5 separate regions of the Mus musculus genome follow, and regions 2, 3, 4 and 5 are each linked to region 1. The links are chromatin contacts, called in public Hi-C, HiChIP or PLAC-seq and promoter capture Hi-C maps. All regions are on one chromosome and are shown on one strand. The core of a region is the stretch at or near the end of the contact, and the rest is flanking DNA. Distances in the headings are between cores, read along the strand shown. Region 1 holds the start of Churc1 (churchill domain containing 1). Region 2 overlaps Mthfd1 (methylenetetrahydrofolate dehydrogenase (NADP+ dependent), methenyltetrahydrofolate cyclohydrolase, formyltetrahydrofolate synthase). Region 3 holds the start of Fut8 (fucosyltransferase 8). Region 4 holds the start of Akap5 (A kinase (PRKA) anchor protein 5). Region 5 has its middle 15 kb from the start of Gm10451.

Region 1 (2,613 bases), core at 56-2,555:
GAACTTGGAGATCTGCTTGCCTCTGTCTCCCCAGTGCTGGGATTAGAGGTGTGTGCCCATCACTCACAAACTATTAAGAGAAAGAACTATGAGGATGTTTTCCCTCCCAGCCAACTCAAGGGTCCTTCATCTTGCTATTGTCCTGCAGATCCTTCCTCCTCTAAATCATCGTCCAAACCCACCTTATGTGGAAGGAGAACACCGCAGCCCCATTCCTGCTCAATCTTCCTTTTCACTACGTTTAAACAGCAGCCTGTCAATCCTATGCCCCCAAATTGCAAGCCCAGAAGCAGCCCCAGAGCCTTGGCAGTCACTCCTTCACAGAGCAGCCAAGCACTCTCTACACACATCAACGTGCAGTAGTGATTCCCTGAAAGAACAGTAAGAGCCAAGCCTCAAAACCTCCTAAGCCCGAGAGGCGCAAAGGCTTAAAATAAGAGCAGGGGGTATAGTTCTGTTGGCAGAGTGCTTGCCTGGTAGGGACACATGCTGGGGTCAGGCCTCAGTGCTAAGAAGGGAAGGGGAAAGGGAAGGCGCAAGGAAAAGAGAACGGGACGAGGCGGAGAGGGAGATCACAATCTAGTCTCGGCTCTCATACTTGGGCAGGTGATAGGTCCTCTCTGGGGACCAGTTCTGCCATCTTCAAACGTGGGTTAGAACCAGAGGCTGGAAGTGTAGCTCAGTCGGTGGCAAGCTTGCCTCCGCACCAAGCTCTCACTTCCATCCCTAACATTTTCTAAATTGAGCCCAGTGGCGCGCGCTTGTAATGCCAGCGTTCAAGAGGTATGTGGAAGGAGGATCAAAGTCAAACAAAATCCTCCTCGGGTACATAGAGAGTTCGAAACCAGCCTGGGCTACACAAAACCTGTCTCAAAAAAGGTGGATTTTAAAATGACCTCATACGTTCATTCAGCGACAGAATGAGGTAAAAAGAATTCCATCAAGTCGAGCTGGAGGATGAAGCCGGGATCGCGTCAGGGCCTCAGAGGCTGCTGTCAATTTGGGTGGGTAGGTAATTTTGAGGGTTCCCCGTTGTCCCCAGCAACAGAACCGGAAGGACCGCTGACGTCAGCCACCAGAGGGAACCTGCGGCCGGTACTCAGGGTCACTGGGGTGACAGGACTGCAGAGTGGGCCCCTGGCCTGTCTAGGAATATCGGTCGAACACCGAGCCTGCGAGAGGCTCTTCGCGCCCACTTGCTCACCCGATTGGGGTACTCCTTCTCCACACAGTCCCCACACATCGTCACGCAGTTTTCGGAGAACGACCCCAGCGACACCCGGAAGGCGAAACCTCGCGAGAGTTGAGATATCGATTTTGTCGCACACGATCTAAGGACTCCACAGCTGGCTAAAAGTCTCCGCCCATAGCAACGGTTGTTAGGCGGTCTCCGGGTAAGGAGGGTGCACCGAGGACTGGACTCAAAAATCTTCAGGTATTGAAAAGATCTGAGGACTCAAAGAAGTGTCGAAAAGAGGAAGAGGCTTTGAGCCTGAAAGAACTTCTAATAGGCGCCTTCTTGAATTCTGATTAAAAAAGAATTACAGAAGTACAGCAAAAAGGGGAATTGTTTCTTCTTGCCTCCATTTTTACCAGACTCAAAAAACCTGAAATGACAGTTTAAATACCATTTTGTGCTATAATAACAGATAAGAGATCAGACTTCAGAGAAGGAGTAAGCTGGTGTTTGGGAAGAGAAGCTTAGAGCGCTGTCGAGAACCTACTAAATTATTTAAATTAGATTCTTATCATACGCCTTGTACAAAAATCAATTCAAAAATGGATCAAAACCCATTATCTAAAACAGGAAACACTGAAACTTCCAGAAGAAAACATAGGGGATAGTTGTCAAGATATTGGGTTGGAGGGGCTGGAGAGATGGCTTAGCCATTAGGAACACTGAATGCTCTTCCAGAGGACCCAATTTCACTTCCCAGAACTCACATGGCAGCTCACAACTGTCTGTAACTCCAAGATCTGACACCCTAACACAAACACACATGCAGGCAATGTGCATAAAATAAAAGTAAATTTTTTAAAAAAGACACTGCTTTGGACAAGAACTTTTTAATTAGCACAGGAACACTAACACTAACAGAAACTAACCCTTAGTATCAACGGACTACACGAAAAGTTTCTATTCAGCAAAGGACACAATTAGCAGAAAAAAACAGTCCTCAGCATGGGAAACATCTTTACCAGCCATATTTCAAACAAGAGGCAAATATCCAGAATTTATAAGAATTGCAGAAACTAAATACCAAGGAAACAAAACTGCCAGTCAATAAATGGGCAAATGAATTGAATAGACACTTTTCAAAATTAAAAAAAAAAACAAAACATGGCCAATAAGTGTTCATTGTCCTCAAACATCAGGGAAGTGCAAATTAAAATTATTTTTTAGATACCCTCTCACCCCTGTCGGAATGGCTCTCATCAATAAATCTGATGACAAATGCTGGGAAGGATGTGGAGAGAAAGGAACTGTTAGTCACTGTTGGTGGGAGTGCAAATTAAAATACAGACATTGTAGAATCAGTTTGGTGACTACTCAAAAAGTTAAAACTAGAATCACCATATGAACCTGTTATTCTATTCCTGGGCATTTACCCA
Region 2 (2,613 bases), core at 64-2,563, 480 kb after region 1:
GTTAACCCTGACCAGCCACAACCTTCTAACCGAGAACATTTCACGCCTACCTTGGGACAGGAGTCTTGAGGTTCAGCTTGTTATACTGAATTGTCCACTTCCCTGGCTTAAATTTCTGTAGGAAGCGCTGTGCGCTCTCTACTGTGCTCTGGGCAAAGGGAGAAGGACGGAGAGAGAAACAGCGAATAGTTTAACTCCACACAGCAGGTCTGAGCCCCAGGTCACCACAGTTCAGACCAACGGAATCCATCCGCAACCCCAACACCCACCCCACCCCACCCCCGTGTAAACACCTCAGCTAGAAGGGAGAGAGGAGGCACCGAGCTCCGAGGTCTTTGTTTCACCCACACCAGCAGGTGTAAAGCCAGCCAGCGTGTTTGTACTTCAGTTCTAGACCCCAAAGGACTTAAGGGCACCGCCTCCTCTATCAATGTGAAGGATACCATTGTTTGGTCTCTCCCTCCTCTTTCCTCCAACAGACTCTTATCTCAGCCTAATTTCTGAGTGGGTCTTAGTGGTGTCTTTGGGTAGGAAAGTCTCTAGAATAATCCAGAACTTTCTGCGCCATACCTGCATCAGCATTGCCACGGTCATGGGCCCCACGCCACCAGGGACAGGCGTGATAAAGCTCGCCCTCTCCTTGGCCTCATCGTAGGCCACATCACCCACGACTTTCCTTCCATTTGGTTTTGTATCATCTGGATCAGGAAAGGGAGAGAAATCAAAGTTGAGTCTCAGAGGCACAGTGACGTAATCATAGAGTCTCAGAGGCACGGTGACGTAGTGATTGATTATAAGCTTGGCTCCCCATCTGCAGAGGGTATTAGTCCCATGAGGCTTGAGTGTCTATTTAATTAAAGCTACTGGACATGCCAGGGTGCAGTTCTGTGGTAGAGCACTGGTCCAGCACGAGACGGGCCCTGGATTCTATTCCAATCCCCAGTGCTAGATAGCTGGCAGGTGCTCCACCATCTTCTAGGGAGAAAATTACATTATCTGAAAAACCTCAGGAGATGTCTAAGTGGCAAGAACAGAAAATTAAAATAATTTAGAATAAATTAAGAATAAATAAATTTAAGAATAAATAAATACTTTTAAAAAGGGGGCTTTTCAGATTCCTTTTATAGTCCCTCTGGTGATAAATAATAAAATACGCTTCTTATTCTTAAAATGTACGACCTTTTCAAATGTTAATTTGCCAAGGCCTACAAAGGAATTTTTTTTTTTAGGTACACAAAGCTCCAACTATGTCACAGCTGCCAGATACGTTTCTACAGCAACTGTCAGCAGTTACAGAGCTCCAGGCAGGAGCCGGAGGAACAATTCAACATCCCATTCCAAATACTGAGCAGTTTCTTAAATGCTTGCTCAAGGCAAAGAATATAATTACACTTCCCTTAAAAGGACCAGAAGCACAAATCTCTCCAGCGAAGAACAGCTATTCAAGGGAACAAACTCAGAGATGCACCGCCGCTCACACAGAGAACATCCTACACCCTGCTCTGGGGCACTTCCGGGAGACGCTGAGGGACAGGCCTAGACCTCGAAGCATTAAAGTTCCTGGGGAGGATCTGGTAGAATCTTAGGCACATTTCCAGTTCTCTTCAGGCATGTTGCTATGCTGGGAGAGGAAGGTTTTTGATGTAGCCAAAAAATAAAAATAAAAAATAAAACAACCCCAAACCAAGAAGCTTCCGTCTCTAGGATGAGCCTGTTCACTATCACTATCCTTCACCCTTCGAGGCTTGGCACTGACTTGTGGTCCAAAAATGCAAAGGCCTAACGCACACCTGCTCACAATATTTTAGGTCATTGAAAGGCTAAAGCAGCACACCATGGCAAGAAAGATTCTAGTCCTTCCCAAAGCCTTTTCGGGATGCAGGAGGAGGGAGAAAGAATGGTTTAGATCCCCACGTTAGGAGGTGGATGCACCTGTAAGTCCAACATTCCCAGGCTGAGGGGTTGACAGGAAAAATCACCAGAAAACTAGTGGGCCAGCTAACCTGGGAGAATACAGGATGGTGGAAAGGAATCTATCTCACCAAGGCAGAGGGAGGCAAGAACCGATTCCAAAAAGTTATCCTGACTTCTGCACATGCCCAGTACACATACACACTGACCAAACACTATGAGGGTTGACTTAATTCCCTGCTGAAGAGGGGACAAGAGCCTCACCACTACTGTGTGGTCGGGAGGACAGTGGCCACGTAACAGCACGGTTATCCCTTCCTAGCTCCACGCTTTCTCCGTCAATGGAAATTTCCAATCATAAAACTCAAGTCTGGCTTGAGTCTGGCTCTGAAACTCAGTTTGGAGGCTACTACCTATAGAGGCAGTACAGAAACTCTTAGGTTGTGAGTGGAGATGGTGAGGTGAGGAATCTGCCCCTGTTAAATAAAGCACTGTCACGTCTCCAAGTATCTTTACTAGCCAAGCCGGAAAGCCAGTCACCAGCTCCAGCCACTCGATTCCTGAAAAGGCTTCTTTTGAGGTGACTGGAGATGTGGCTCAGTGGCAGAGTGTTTGCCCAGAATGTGCAAAGTCCTGAGTTTGACTCCCCAACATTGCAAATCAAAATGTAAAAACTGGAAAAATGTATGCATTAATCCGTTC
Region 3 (2,613 bases), core at 49-2,548, 470 kb before region 1:
CTGAGCAACGGCTGCAGCAGTTGCAGCAACAGGCCCGGTATCGGCGGGAGGACGAAGGAGCGCCCCGAGCCCAGGCTCCACAGAGCCCGCGCCCGCCCCGTCCTGGAGTCCGCGGCGCGCGGGGCCCGGCTCCCTAACGCCCCCTTACCCGAGGCGGGAGCGAGGCGGTCGGCGCCGTCCCCCGTCGCCGCCGCCGCTGCCTCCAGCTGCAGCTGGCCGCGGCGGGAGAGTGGGAGGGGTGCTGGGGTGGAGGATGCTACTCCCGACTGAAGGGAGAGGAAGAAACGGAAACAGGAACCGCGGCCGCCGCTTAACGGAGCCTTCGGCGCCACTGACTGAGGGAAAGCGCAAGGCGGCGCGAGCCAGGCAGCGGCTGACAGCGCGAGACCGAGCGCGAGCCGGGTCCAGGACGCGCGACCCCGAGCAGCGCCGGCCCCATTCCGTGAGGAAAGGGAGGGACGGGTTGGCTGGGAGCCGGGGAGGGGGCGGCGGGGGCCTGGAGCCCAGAGAACCCGGCCACTCGGGTCGGCCCGAGACCACGCGCGCACGCGCCGGAGTGGCTCCGACCGGGAGCGCAGGCGGGGAAGCCGCCGGCCGGCGCGAGCGAGGGAGCGAGCGAGCGAGCGTGCGCGCGCGGAGAGGGGCGCGCGCCCCTCGGCGTCCCAGCCTGCTGGGGGAGGGCGCGCATGCGCCGGCCGCGGCCTCCTCCAGCGACCCTGGCATGTGCACAGGCTCCGCCCCGTCCCCTTCCTCTCTGTGCGGGTGGACAGCGGAGCTGCAGCATCCACCGGGCCACGGCGGGACCCGAGTTCCAGCCGGACAGCGGCCGCGCGCGGGCTCCGGCTTTGGTCTCTACAGGCGAAGGCCGCCTGAGGGTCGGAGGCTGAGGGGAGCAGCGCTCCCCACGCCCTGGCCGGCCTGGCCCACCACCCAGAGGCGCACCCCGCTGGGGCTCAATAGGGCTCTGTACTAGTTTCGGGGTACTCTCTGCTGCTCATCCGCTGAGGCACCAGCACACAGTGCCACCTCGGCTCCGGGCGGTCCGGCTACCCTGCGGGCTCTGTCTTCATCTGAAGAGAAAGAACCCCGCAGAGCCCGAGTTCGAAGCCCGGCCGTTCGCAGCCGCTGCTGCCTCAGCCCTTCGGAGGCGGAAGTTTATTGAGTACAGGAGAGGAGAGGCTTTTCCCTAGGATGCTTCCTACCCGCTCGCACTCGGGGATCCTGACGCCCGCGATGCTGAGCCGAGTGCCGAAGGGCTACCTCCGACAGACCGTCCGGGAGGGCGAGCTGGGCGGGAGGACCCAGCCGCGCAGCCAGGGCACACAAAGTAGTCGCGGGCCGAAGGGGTGCTGCCGGGGCCAATCAGAGCGGGAAAACCAGTGAGTGGAGTGCGAACTGGCCAATCAGAGGGCCGGAAGATGAGCTTCCCGTGCCGAACTCTTCCCTGTAGCCTGGGGACCAGATCCCAAGCCTGAGGACTCAGCCGGGTGACTGAGTAGAAAAGCTGCCCTCAAGACAATTATTCCTCCCAGCACAGATAAATACTAGTAAATACTTTGGAAACGTATCTCTGAGTAAACAGGGCCACCCTTTTATATGCTAGTAATCAAAAAAACACAGAAAAGACATTAAAGAGGTCGTAGCCTGCCAAGAATGCAACCTACCTAATAACTCTCATAAATTCCCAATGTTTATTCTATATCAGGAACTGTGTTTCTAAAATGCAAAGGACAGTGCTTTTTAAAAAGGAAAAAAAAAAAAATGCCTGTGCCTTCAGGAGCTCCGCACCCTGAGAAGCTTTTCCGGACCTGTGACTGGGTTAATGTCTCTTCGAAATAAAGCTCTCTGAGAAAACACCGTGGCTTATTGAAGGTCACACAAAACTCTGGTGAAGTCAGAATTATGATCTAGCCAAAAAGCTTGGGTGTCATCATTCAACAAATCTGTAGTCATTTATTAAATGCGTAGATAACTTCCGTGAGACTCTCAGTTCTCTGTTGCAAATAAGCAAAATTTAGGCTTATACTGTACTTAGATGGATTAAGGGCTAAAATTTCAACAGTCAAAACCCTGAATTATTTTTCCTTTTGTGTGAGTATGTGCATGCTAAGGGTGTGTTTTCTCCTGGGCTACACCCACAGCCTGGAACATTTTTAGGAGTCAGAGGTAAAATGTTTACTTTGAGGCTTCAGCACAGCATTTAAAAAGCACTTTAACAAGGATGTATGGCTTGAATGTATTCAAGGGAAAAAGAGGAACCATTTCTAGTTAATTAACACACGCTACCATTTGCAGTACTTGAAGATCTCTACATTCAAAGTTTTATGTGTGCCTCGAACTCTCTGCTCCTTTAATCTGGCTTTAATTATCTCCTAGGAAATATTAAAACTATAGGAATCAAAGCATCCCACCTACTTTCTATTTAAGAAAAAGCCACTAGAAATATTTGTGAAGAACTTAGTACATCTTTATAGAACAGCATAGTATATAAGAAAGCGCCAAACTGATGACTCTGAAATACAGTGAGAAAGTAGTTCTTCAGCAGTTCAGGTCTCTGCTCAGTGTCACAGTACGCTGCTCTCAAAGATCCTTCAGGCCATGCTCAGGATATAG
Region 4 (2,613 bases), core at 39-2,538, 440 kb after region 1:
AAGGCTTAAGGAATGAGGACCTGGAATGACTAGCTAACAACAGCTCCGTGCATTTTAGGTGCTGAGCCCTGAGTTAGGCGCAGGGGAGCCTTTCATGCATATTCTTCACAGAGCTTTCACTTGGGTACCAGTTCCCAATTCTCTGTAGAACTGGAACCCTGAAAAACCGTTTTAAGAGCTAAGGCTTTTCTTTTGTTTTTTTAAGGGTAAGTATTGAAAGCTTCATCTTTCTACAAAGAAACATAAAATTCTAGAATGATGGGACCAGTATAACATTTGCAGTCTCTCCTCACACACCCTAGCACTAGAACTAGAACCCAGTCTTAATGGCTTCCACGTCTTCTTTCCCTGAGCCTCCAGCGCTCTAGAGATCATTCCTTCTAAGTGTGTGTATTAATAGAAGAAATATTCAAATGAGATTATATTCCGGAAAGTCTCTGAAACTAACCTAAATGGCCTAGATGGTTGCACGAGAGGTTTCTTTTAATGTACATCACTGTAGAGATCAACACCCCAACAAGTGTAGGCGAGGCAGGGAAAGGATGCAGCCTGCAGGCATTAAAACTTTGCAGAGTGTTAAGACTGCAAATGATTCACCTTTACCTTCGAGAGGACCATTATTGTCTTGGAAACCTTAAAGTCCCTGCTGTCCTTTCCTGGCAGAATCTCCTGTCCAAGACCACAGAAAACAACCACCACCCTTCTCCCCTTGAGCAACAGAGAGCAACCACTATCTGAACAGAGCAAGGAACCCTTCCCAGCACTAGACACGAACCGCGAAGCTTCCTCCTGGAGGAAGGATTCTCCAAGCTTGACGCCCCTATGGCAGGAGACAGAGCTCAGGATAAAGTGCTCAGAAAGGAAAATACCGGGGGCGTGGAATAGATAGCCCAGCTTCAAGCTATCTGCAGAACTATCATAGCCCGGAGCCGAAAATCACAGTTCCCCAGAAAACCCCTAAAGGAAAAGGGTTAGGTAGGCAGCCGGTGCCAAAGCAGCAGCTGCAACTCGTGCGAAGCGAGCGGGCGGCAGAACAGCCCAGGGTCACCCACCTGGAGCCGTCTGAGGATCGGCGACCTTGCAGTCGTGTCCCTCACAATCTGGTGACCAGGACCCGGGGTCTGCCGCCGTTACCAGGGCTCAGTGCACCAGATTCTGACCCAGAGCCTCTAGTCTTGCCTCTACTTACCCAGATCGTCGCGGTCTCTGGCCAGCTCTGCTCCCGAGGTCGAGGAGCACGGGCCCAAACAACGGAGAGCCCCGGAGACCGCGGAGCGCGCAGCCCTCTGCAGAGGGACCGCAGCCGCGCGCCCCCTCCCCAGCGCGGAGAGAGACAGCTGGTCGCGCCAATGCGCGTGGAGCAGTGGGGCGGGGCTAGGGCCGGGGGCGGGGTGAACTCAGCCAGCCACCTGCCAGCCGACTGCCCAGCGGCCTGGGAGAGACCTCCGTGCTCCCGCCCCGGACGCATCACCGCTGCATAAAGACATCAGGACCAGGGTGGAGGGACCACTAAAGCAAAGCAGGAGGACTGCAAGAGGGTAGAAACCCCTCATTTCCTGAGACGCACATCCGTAAAAACCTTGTTTGAATTTATAAGGCTCCCACCGTGAATCCCCCCTGGAACATTAAAGACAAGGTAGAAAGCATATCTACAGATAAAGATTGATGGGAAAGATGGCTCAGCGGTGAACAGCACGTATTTCTCTTCCAGGGGGTTTAAGATCGATCCCCATACACCCACATTAGGCGGCTCACAACCACCTGTAACCAGCCCTAGCTGGATCTTTTGCAAAAACAAAATTAAAAAGCAAGATTCATAACAGTACAGAGACAATAAGGGGCCGGGGGAGGATTTTATTTTATTTATTTTGTCGAGACAGGGTTTGTCTGTGTAGCCTTGCTTGTCCTGGGACTCACTCTGTAGACCAGGCTGGCCTTAAACTCACAGGGATCCACCTGTCTCTGCCTCCAGAGTACTGGGATTAAAGGCCTGTGCCACCATCCACTGGCAGACATTTTATTTGTGTAGCTCTGTACGACCGACCTGAAACTCATTGTGAACCAGCCTGGTATTGAACTCACTGAGATTCACCCACCTCCACCTCAGAAGCTGCACCTGGCTATGGAGAAAATTATATATATATGGTGAGAAACAGAAATAAACTCACTAAACAGAACCTCAACCTGGTACTGGTACAGTCCTCACTCTGGAACAGGAAGGTGTCAGCTCAGGTGGGAACCAGCACAAATATGGCTCTGTGCACACAAAGGTGTGGCCTCCCCAGCTCAGGGCCTGTGGCTTTGGGATGTTTTCAAGCTGAGACCCTGTAAGTCACACACACACTCTGACAGGCTTGTTTCACCATGTCCAAACCTCAGGCTCTGTGCACACCAGGCAAATACCCTTTGCTCCAAATGGGGCTGGAATAGTGAGCACCCTCATCTCCGTCCCCACTTGAGAGGAACAAGGTAAGCAGACCCCAAGGGATGTCCTAAAGGAAACAGTAATCCAGCCGCGGTTCTGATATGAGATGTCACATGGGCCATGTTCTGTGCTCACCTGTCAGCATGGATGTGGTACTCCAGCAGGCCTCAGCCTCCTCCAGGGCTCCT
Region 5 (2,613 bases), core at 53-2,552, 310 kb after region 1:
CTGCTCACATGCAGTGTATACACAGGAGACTTGGTCCAGCCCGCGCTTGCTCTTTGGTTGGTGATTCAGGCTCTGGGAACCCACACACATCCAGGTTAGTTGACTTGGTTGGCCTTTCTGTGGAGTCCCTGTCCTCTTCGGGTCCCCAAGCTCCATCTAATATTTGACTGTGATCTTGCGCGCGCTCGACTGGCCAGGAAGAACGACGCTGCAACAGGATCCTTCTGCACACGTTTATTGGGAGAGCTTGATTGTAGAGGCGAAAAGACTTCGAGCCCAGAACTAGTGCTACTTTTATAGGCCTAGGAGGGGCGTGTCTCACACCCGGATTGGTTATGCATTAAGCCTCATTTGCATGTTCCTCATCTGATTGGCTACTCTCTCTCAGTACCTTACAGAACCTCATTATCATACCGCATTTGCATGTCTCACATCTGATTGGTTATACTCTCAGTACCTTACAGAACCTCATTATCATACCTCATTTGCATGTCTCACATCTGATTGGTTATACTCTCAGTACCTTACAGAACCTCATTATCATGCCTGGGCCAGGCAGTGTCTTTGCAAAAAACTTTACTGCATATGTACACATTGGTTGTTTGTCCAATCTTATGCGTGGTGGCCAGCAGTAGTCAGTGCCACTCAGCAACGGCACATGTGGCTTCCCACACTGTGAGTCTCTGCATCTCTTTCTATTGGCTGCTGGGTGAATCCTCTCAAAGGACAGTTAGGCTAGGTTCCTGTCTGCAAGCATAACAGAGTATCATTAATAGTGTCAGTTCTTGCCCATGGGATGGGTCTCAATTTGGGGCAGTCATGGGTTGGCCATATCCTCCATCTCTGTGATTTGTCCCTGTACATCTTGTAGGCTGGATACATTTTGAATAGAAGATTTGGTGGGTGAATTACTGTCCTCATCCCTCCACTGGGAGTCCTGCCTGGCTAGAGGAAGTGATCACTTCTGGATCCATATACCCCACTGCTAGGAGTGTCAGCTAGAGTCACCCCCATATATTCCCTGGGGCTTCCACCCACCCCAGGTCTCTGTGGTGTCCTAGAGATTGCCCACCCCCCACTTTCCCTTCTCTTTCCCCTGCTCTCCCTACATCTGATAATCTCCACCCCTGTGCCGCTCCCTCCCCATCCCTTCTCCCACCCTCTTTTGTGTTATCTCAGGTATTTGTTACAGCTCTGGGAACCAGGACTGTGACTCACAGCCTTGACTCACTCCGTCCAGCTGCTACCCCCTCAGACAAACAGAGACCTCTTTGTCTGACCTCACACCAGCTCTGCTAATCAGCCCTTGTTTCTGTGCTCCTTCCTACCACGAACCTTCCATGCTGACTGGCCTTGGGCACTCAGTGGTTTGTCTCAGCCCTCCGCCCACCCCACCCTAACCTCTGCACTCAGCTAGTCTTCCTTCAGTGCCTGTTTGCACATGCCTGGGGTCACTTGTGGGAAGTGATGAGATTTCAGGGCCTCTTGACCTGTGGAATCTAGAACTGCTTTTGAAGAGCTAAGGCCTAATGGGATTGCTTTCTTTAGTTAAATGAGCTGAAGGGGAACATCTGGAAGAACTCTGGAGGAGTGTCAGAAGTGCTCAGCCTGCCCCTACCTTTCTGAGACATCAAGAAGGAGGGAATCTCGGGCGTGGTGGCGTACACCTTTAATCTCAGCATTTGGGAGGCAGAGGCAGGCGGATTTCTGAGTTCGAGGCCAGCCTGGTCTACAGAGTGAGTTCCAGGACAGCCAGGACTACACAGAGAAACCCTGTCTCAAAAAACCAGGAAAAAAAAAAAAAAAAAAAAAAAAGAGGGAATCATCTCAATTGAGAAACTGCCCCATCAGCGTGGCTAACCTGAGAAACAATGAGACAGTGATGGGCAGTTAAAAGGTGGATGGCTCAACAGCTCCCTTCATTCTTTTCCCCTCGGCCCCTCAGTCTGCATCAGTGATGACCCTGTGTCACTGAGTATGTGGCAAATTTAATTTACCACAGTCTCCCTCCTGGGATGAGTGCTGTCCTGTTCTGCACAGGCCAAATGGGTCTGGGCTGACTATATTACAAGTGGAGTCCAGGGGTCTCCCTGGGAGCAGAGAGCAACCTCTATCCTGTGAACTCTCATGGCCTCTGGGCACCTTCATCAGCGGGCAATAGGCCTTTGCTTGCTTGCCAGCTGATGGACATTGAAGGGATCATCAGATTCATTTTCCTGATAAGGCAGGGTGGAGCTTGCACATGGGGGAGGGGTCCATGCTCGCTTTGGTCTTTGCAGATGTGCTCTTTCAGTAAGGCTGAGGCTGACTCGGAGGAATATAGAAATTACAGGGAAGGCCGTACTTTTCTAGGCCTAGGCTCCAAAGCAAGAACAGAACACCCAGCCTCACATCCATCCCCAGCTCAAGCAACGAAACAGATGAGGCAGGCGAGAGCTGTAATTAGAGGCTGAGGTGAGCAGACAGAGGCCTCCACAGAACCAGGGAAACCTCATCAGAGGAAGTTAGTCTCAAGAATAAAGGCTTCTGGGTTTGTTTTGGAACAAGAAGAGACTTGGGATTATGTCCTGGCCTCTACAACAAGAGACCTGACATTGGATTGGACCATCCAAA

The links. Promoter capture Hi-C pulls out the DNA fragments that hold promoters and counts their contacts. Hi-C and Micro-C count contacts between places; a contact is called where the count stands out from the background. HiChIP or PLAC-seq counts read pairs in DNA pulled down with a chosen protein or histone mark.
Region 2: a Hi-C map of cortical neurons shows a contact between it and region 1. The contact joins the enhancer-like site here to the promoter of Churc1 in region 1. A contact is called at or near these places in 4 of 39 promoter capture datasets (the 3T3-L1 cell line, 3T3-L1-derived adipocytes and hippocampal neurons), 1 of 484 Hi-C or Micro-C datasets (cortical neurons) and 1 of 115 datasets of contacts at active chromatin or transcription factors (bone marrow-derived macrophages).
Region 3: an H3K27ac HiChIP or PLAC-seq map of thymic regulatory T cells shows a contact between it and region 1, with 4 times the contacts expected there. The contact joins the promoter of Fut8 here to the promoter of Churc1 in region 1. A contact is called at or near these places in 1 of 39 promoter capture datasets (the C10 cell line), 2 of 484 Hi-C or Micro-C datasets (CD4 T cells and uterus), 2 of 115 datasets of contacts at active chromatin or transcription factors (memory CD8 T cells and thymic regulatory T cells) and 1 of 9 other capture datasets (adipose tissue).
Region 4: a contact with region 1 is called in an H3K4me3 HiChIP or PLAC-seq map of bone marrow-derived macrophages, with 5 times the contacts expected there. The contact joins the promoter of Akap5 here to the promoter of Churc1 in region 1. A contact is called at or near these places in 4 of 39 promoter capture datasets (the C10 cell line, hippocampal neurons, neutrophils and 1 more) and 3 of 115 datasets of contacts at active chromatin or transcription factors (bone marrow-derived macrophages, epiblast stem cells and trophoblast stem cells).
Region 5: a promoter capture Hi-C map of embryonic stem cells shows a contact between it and region 1, with 2.7 times the contacts expected there. The contact joins the enhancer-like site here to the promoter of Churc1 in region 1. A contact is called at or near these places in 6 of 39 promoter capture datasets (embryonic stem cells, hematopoietic stem and progenitor cells, hippocampal neurons and 3 more), 9 of 115 datasets of contacts at active chromatin or transcription factors (bone marrow-derived macrophages, embryonic stem cells, epiblast stem cells and 3 more) and 2 of 9 other capture datasets (adipose tissue and liver).

The regions. Positions count from the first base shown.
Region 1 is chr12:76,764,230-76,766,842 of GRCm38.p6, reverse strand. It overlaps Churc1 (churchill domain containing 1), which reads right to left and starts at 1,305. Exons shown (of 4, transcript NM_206534.2): 1 at 1,205-1,305. The coding sequence starts at 1,243.
Region 2 is chr12:76,286,966-76,289,578 of GRCm38.p6, reverse strand. Mthfd1 (methylenetetrahydrofolate dehydrogenase (NADP+ dependent), methenyltetrahydrofolate cyclohydrolase, formyltetrahydrofolate synthase) reads right to left here. Exons shown (of 28, transcript NM_138745.2): 9 at 571-698; 10 at 51-148. Among named protein-coding and RNA genes, the nearest start is that of Gm40444, 12 kb to the right of the region's middle. Within about 2 kb of position 1,313, at least 42 of the 459 cell types and tissues checked have an H3K27ac peak or open chromatin away from gene starts, as enhancers often do. A contact at or near this core is called in cortical neurons, where this site is marked.
Region 3 is chr12:77,236,789-77,239,401 of GRCm38.p6, reverse strand. Fut8 (fucosyltransferase 8) reads right to left here and starts at 1,298. Exons shown (of 12, transcript NM_016893.5): 1 at 1,203-1,298. It overlaps 9530018F02Rik (a long non-coding RNA gene), which reads left to right and starts at 176. Exons shown (of 1, transcript XR_003950200.1): 1 at 176-2,613.
Region 4 is chr12:76,323,566-76,326,178 of GRCm38.p6, reverse strand. Akap5 (A kinase (PRKA) anchor protein 5) reads right to left here and starts at 1,288. Exons shown (of 2, transcript NM_001101471.1): 1 at 1,190-1,288.
Region 5 is chr12:76,457,905-76,460,517 of GRCm38.p6, reverse strand. No RefSeq gene overlaps it. Among named protein-coding and RNA genes, the nearest start is that of Gm10451, 15 kb to the right of the region's middle. Within about 2 kb of position 1,302, at least 122 of the 459 cell types and tissues checked have an H3K27ac peak or open chromatin away from gene starts, as enhancers often do. A contact at or near this core is called in embryonic stem cells, epiblast stem cells, extraembryonic endoderm stem cells and 3 more, where this site is marked.